2 separate regions of the Anser cygnoides genome follow, and region 1 is linked to region 2. A link is a contact called in public Hi-C data. All regions are on one chromosome and are shown on one strand. The core of a region is the stretch at or near the end of the contact, and the rest is flanking DNA. Distances in the headings are between cores, read along the strand shown.

Region 1 (2,700 bases), core at 116-2,615, 100 kb before region 2:
CTTCCTCTGGCACCTCCTTTGACACACACGCACGCAGTATGTGACTCACCTACCTACAGAGAACCTGCCATGACCCCAGCAGCATCCTCTGAGAAAAAATAAACATGCAAAATTGTTACCAGTCGCCCTTTTCCTCTCCTCTCCTCTGGTCTCACTTCTTCACATCACCATTCCTCATCCTGCCTGCCTGGATCGTTCCCCATCGCCTCCCGCCAGCACCCACCGAGGTTAACGCTGCCTGCCCGCTGTTCACCATTCGCAGGACCAAACCCCGCTGCCCAAACCCCGGCCCCGACCCATCCCCTTCCTCACCCAACATCTGGGCAGCGGAAGGAAACCGCTGGGAGGCCCCAGCCGCAGCTGGGCGGCGGAGGAGGGAAGAAGGAAGGATGGACAACCCTAAAACCACGCTCTACAGGAGGAGGAAACCCCTGTGTGTGTGTGTGCGTCCCCGTCTCCTTCCCGTCGCTTACCGGCTCCTCGCCCTGCCCGGGGCTCTGCCCTCAGAGGGCCGCGGGAGGCGCCCGCCACGGCTGGGCCGAGCCCGCCCTGCGCGGCGGCCGCGGGTTCGAGTCCGGCCCCCGGCGGCTCGGAGGCGGCGCGGCGCCCTGAGTGGCAGCCGCCGGGCCTGCCCCGGCGCCGTGCGTGAGGCGGGCGGGGGGGCCGCGCTGCTCCAACCCCCGGGCTGTGTTGTTGGTGCCTGTCATACGGCCCTGCCTGGCCCACGGAAGGCAGAAGGGGACGGGGCTTGAGGGGAAGGGGGTCGGAGGGCTCCCGGAGCCCCCTCGGGACGTGAGCCCCGCAGGGAAGCGCTCCCCAGGTGGAGCTGCTGCCCCCCGAGCCTGCAGGCTGCCTGAACCCCCGGCTGATCTTATCAGCAAGGGTGAAAACGCCTGAACACAGGAGAAAGAAACCTGAGGCTGCAATTGGGAGTTGAGGAAAGACTTTTCCTCTATTTTCAGTTTTTTCCTGCCCCCCCCCCCCCCCCCCCCAGTTTGGCATTACAACATCTCTCACTTCAAGCTTCTTGTGCAAACGCCTCCACTGCAATCAACAGCGAGACTCCTAGAGACTTGATTTCATCCCCCTCCCCTACTGAACCAACGTTAGAAATGTGATTGCAGCATCCATCACGTCTGAGCACATAAATCCCATTACGCACTGAAGTAACCGTACTCATGCACGGCTCCTGAATCATGCAGCTCAAATTTCCAGAACAATCAAGGATATTAAATCATACCTCAGTACCAGAGCAATGTTATATCCTGCTGAAGTCTCTCAGGTGTCACGCTACGCTAAAGGGCTCCTACTGACAAAATGGTGCCTTTGGGCCTGCAAGCTCTGGGCTCAAAGCAGGGTACACTGAAGGGAGCTGAAGGTTTTTGTAAGTGACAGTAACGAAACGCTGCAGCTGCTGCGTGTTGAGGGTGCGCATTAACTGTTGAATGTCACTGCTGTAACAGCAAGGCTTAAATTTCAGCTCACTTGGTGTAATTTTATGTCATCCCTTTGCAACCAGTGCTTCCCTGAGAATGGCCAGAAGACAGCGTTTTCCTATGGGAAATAAGAAGGGAAGGGACATCTATCAAAAACCTGCGACCTTGCCAAGACGTTTTTAGACCTGTTAAAAATGTATTCTGCTATCACTTTACCCCTGAGCTTCAAAGAAAAATATCTACAGAGCAAGCAGAAATCCCCCTGGGGAAACTGATTGACAAGGGCATTTTGGTAACGGCTCCAGCTGCGGGATCTCCCACCTGGATCCAACCACCAGCTAGCACAGGGACTCCCAGCACCCTGCCACACCTCATCCTATATACAAAAAGGGATGTAACTGTTTGGCACATGCACCGTGTCCTCGTGTACCAACCTCAAATCTCCAGTGCATCACCACTGGGTACGTATTTGAGAAGGCTGTCTTTCAGCAGCAGCACAGAACTGCATTTCTTGGAAGCGCAGCGGCAGTGTTTAGATACACCCTGGCTTTGACGCAAGGGAACGGCTGCTGGACCTTGACTGCAAACAGAGCTCCTGTGACCTAGGAGCCCCTGAGCTCCCAGATAGGAACAGTTCAGCTGCTCACTGCAGCCTGGGAAGTGCTCGGTGGCATGAAGCTGAGCAGCTTCACGCTAAAATGATTTTCTTCTTCACTCAGCTGCAATTCACGTGTGCTACTTCTCTCTGCTCTCACAGAGGTACAAGTGATATCAGCAGTGTCAAAGGCGTTAGGGGACTCATTGCACTTGTTCTGATTTCTCCATAGTGCTTACAAAGACTTTTCTGCAATAAGAAGATAAGTTTCCTTCCTGTCTTCCATGTTGCTTTGCTCCTGGACTTTATTTCCAACAACTATTCCTTCAGCCAAGCAGAGGGGAATTTTACAGCTCTTTCCACTCTTTTGTCCAGACACGACATTTGTTTTTTACCCAGTTTCCTGTTATAAAATGGCATTTCTTTGATGACTAGGGACTACTGAAGACATTTCTCAACCATAAAGCTTGATTTATGACTTCAATGCAGTTAGCCCCAGCGACAGACTTAGTGTGACGGCCAGGCTGTGCAATGTCCCTTGTCACCACTGCATTAAAGCTGCTGGTGACTGCTCCATGGCACACTGGGCTGCAGTCCCATCATAGGACATGCTTCTGGACATCCAACAGCTGAGATGCATGAAGAAATGCTCAGCCTAACCTTTCTGCA
Region 2 (2,700 bases), core at 192-2,691:
CAGTCATTTTAGGAAAGTTTTTTATTGATGAAAATGTTGAGTCAGAAATTACCGCCACTTTCTCTTGTCATTACTTTTCATATCCAGAGTCCAATGTAACATCAATTACAAATATAGAAATCCAGCGATCAAGATACTTGTCAAGGAAAAATAGAAGAGTGAAGTGTTAAGCACCACCTCAAGTGGTTGTTACACTGCATATACAACATTATTTACTGCATTAAAAGATATGAAGAGCTTTGACCTACTCTTACACCTGCTCCTTCAGATTCAGTTGCAGGATTGTCTTAACTCTTCCTTGCATGCATGTGGAAGGTCACTGAAATCAGACCCGTGGAGGTATCAGTAAACTGCAATATTTTGCTCTTGCTGAAAGGTCACCCACATTGGCAGTTCCACAGTGGGCAAAACATAACAACTGTCATAGCGTGGCATATTCCTATCGTTTTTATGGTGATCCTAGTAAAAACACTCACAAGGCTTCTCCTGGTCATAGCTGTCATTGACAAGGATTTCCTCTTGCAACATAGTGCTGTTCAGTTAAATGATAATTCTGCTAAGGAACAGTGTCTATATAGCAGTAATACATGTGACTTGATCCTGCAGAAGGTCAGCATTTAAAAAGAAGTAAAAATGTCTCAGATGCTTTTGTGGTGATTTCACAATAGTGAGAAATGAAATTAGATTAGATGAGATTGGATTCGATTAGATTATTTTTTGTTCTGGACCATATGCCAGGGGATTTCTGAGCACTTGAAATCCCATCATGAAGCCATTCTGCCAAATGCAAAAGCTGGAGTAAAATTTCCTAGAGCTTTTATGTTGTTTTCTTCAACTCCCACGTGCAAATTGTGTTGATTCTTCCCCTTTCTCTCGTTCCTCTGAATTGGCTTAAAAGAATGTTTTGGGAAAGTCCTGCTAAACTCTGATCAGGCTCATTGTGATAGGGACTGCCTGTACATTACCTTCACAAAGACCTTGGGCTTCTCTGCTCTGCCATAATCCAACCAACATCACTGAAAACTCAGCAGACTCTTCCTGACTTTATGTCATGGCCAGCTGTTGAAGTGTCCCCATTAATACCAGAGATGCTTCATTAGTTTGCTGTGGGAATCAGATCCAATTAAACGCAGCACTTTCATGTTGCAGTCACCAGCCCACAGCTAGTGGGCTAGCAGAAGAGGTGAGCATTTCAGAGAGCAGCTGAAATGCTGAGCAAGGGGAACTGGATCCTCTCATCCAGCACAGAGCAGGTAAAGCCATGGTTGTCCAAGATGAGGAGGAATGCTTTGAAGCAGCAGTGTAGATCTGGGAGCTGTTTCACAGCAAATATCTTCGCTTCAGTGTTGCTCATTAATCAAGTATTTCCATTCCTAGTGGAACTCACTTCTTGGTTTTTAGCTTACAGATGTTGTTCAGAATGGTTCAGTTCTTCCCTTCCCCTGTACAATTGCTCAACGTGGTCACAATTTTGAGACAAACTACATTAGTCAAGGGCAGAACTTGGACTGCAGTGCCAGAATTTTGCATTTGCAACATTTCTGTAAGCAGATTTCTTTGTTTCAACCCTCAGGTCAGACATCTAGCTGATATATATAGAAATTACTTTCCATGGACCCAACTAAAATGAAGCTGAGTGTCCAGTGAGAGAATTATTGTTTGCAATTGATTGCACTCAGAGTTGCAACACAGGGGAGAGTGATTTTTTTTTTTTTTTTTTTTTTTTTTTTTGCTTTTTTGCTCTTTTTTCCCCTTGTCGTCTTTGGAAATTTCACAACCTTCAGTTAGCCAGACTGAGTCTGAGATGAGGATCTTGCAACACTCTTTTATCAATGCCACTGAAAAACAAATCCATATAGCGTCATAACTTTCATTGATCCACCAGGTTGGATCCAAGCTGATAGCAGCTCTGATGAGATCTCAGGAAAATGAGAGCCAGGCTTGTTGATTCAAACCGGCTGGAATTGCAGCCTGGCAGCCCACTGGTCAGCAAACAGACTGCACCCAACAGAGTTTGTCAGTGCAAACTCTGACATAGCAGTCAGTCAGGTTATCTTCTGGGATAGGGCTTCTCTGGTCCAGGACTTTCTCTTCACAGTCTCACCTCTGTGAGTAACCAAGAGCCCAGTGGTGAGACAACTTGATTGATAAAAGGGACTTGAACTCAGGGAACAATTACCTGCTGTTGTTTCATGGGCAAAGGAACACATTCAAAAGTGCAACATACAACAGCATACTATGACATACATTTAAAATAAACACAAATATATCTCACGCTGAGCCTCATGGAGCCACGAAACTGATTGCTGCAGGACATTATGTAGGCCAAAGGCATGAGTGTGTTCAAACAGAGGATCAGCCCATGGGTGATCTCTGGCATTAACCTGAAGTAACTTGTGGCTTAGAAGGTCCCTAATTTGCTGCTGGCTGTAGCTGGAAGTACAGGCTTTAGCCATACCCATTTCTTCTCTGCCTGCAAATAATCACCACTGACCACTATCAGCAAGAGGAACTAAGGCCCTGATCTCAGGCCGTATGGTGAATTTTAAGTTGCAGTCTAGACTTCAGCCAGTGAATCAGGATTTACTGAAATTCCTGAGCTTCCACATCAGGTGCTGTAGGTATTTACCATGCTACGGCTATGATTTTTCTTTTCAGAACATAGCAGCACATTCCAGATTTTACAGCCACCTGCGTGAA

The links. Hi-C and Micro-C count contacts between places; a contact is called where the count stands out from the background.
Region 1: a Hi-C map of liver shows a contact between it and region 2, with 2.3 times the contacts expected there. The contact joins the promoter of SLC41A3 here to the enhancer-like site in region 2. A contact is called at or near these places in 2 of 7 Hi-C or Micro-C datasets (both in liver).

Annotation. Positions count from the first base shown.
Region 1 is chr10:13,046,155-13,048,854 of Taihu_goose_T2T_genome, reverse strand. It overlaps SLC41A3 (solute carrier family 41 member 3), which reads right to left and starts at 1,365. Exons shown (of 11, transcript XM_067003004.1): 1 at 1,241-1,365.
Region 2 is chr10:12,945,587-12,948,286 of Taihu_goose_T2T_genome, reverse strand. The region is part of intron 2 of LOC136791594 (a long non-coding RNA gene); the gene reads right to left. Among named protein-coding and RNA genes, the nearest start is that of KLF15, 43 kb to the right of the region's middle. Within about 2 kb of position 1,441, at least 2 of the 3 cell types and tissues checked have open chromatin away from gene starts, as enhancers often do. A contact at or near this core is called in liver, where this site is marked.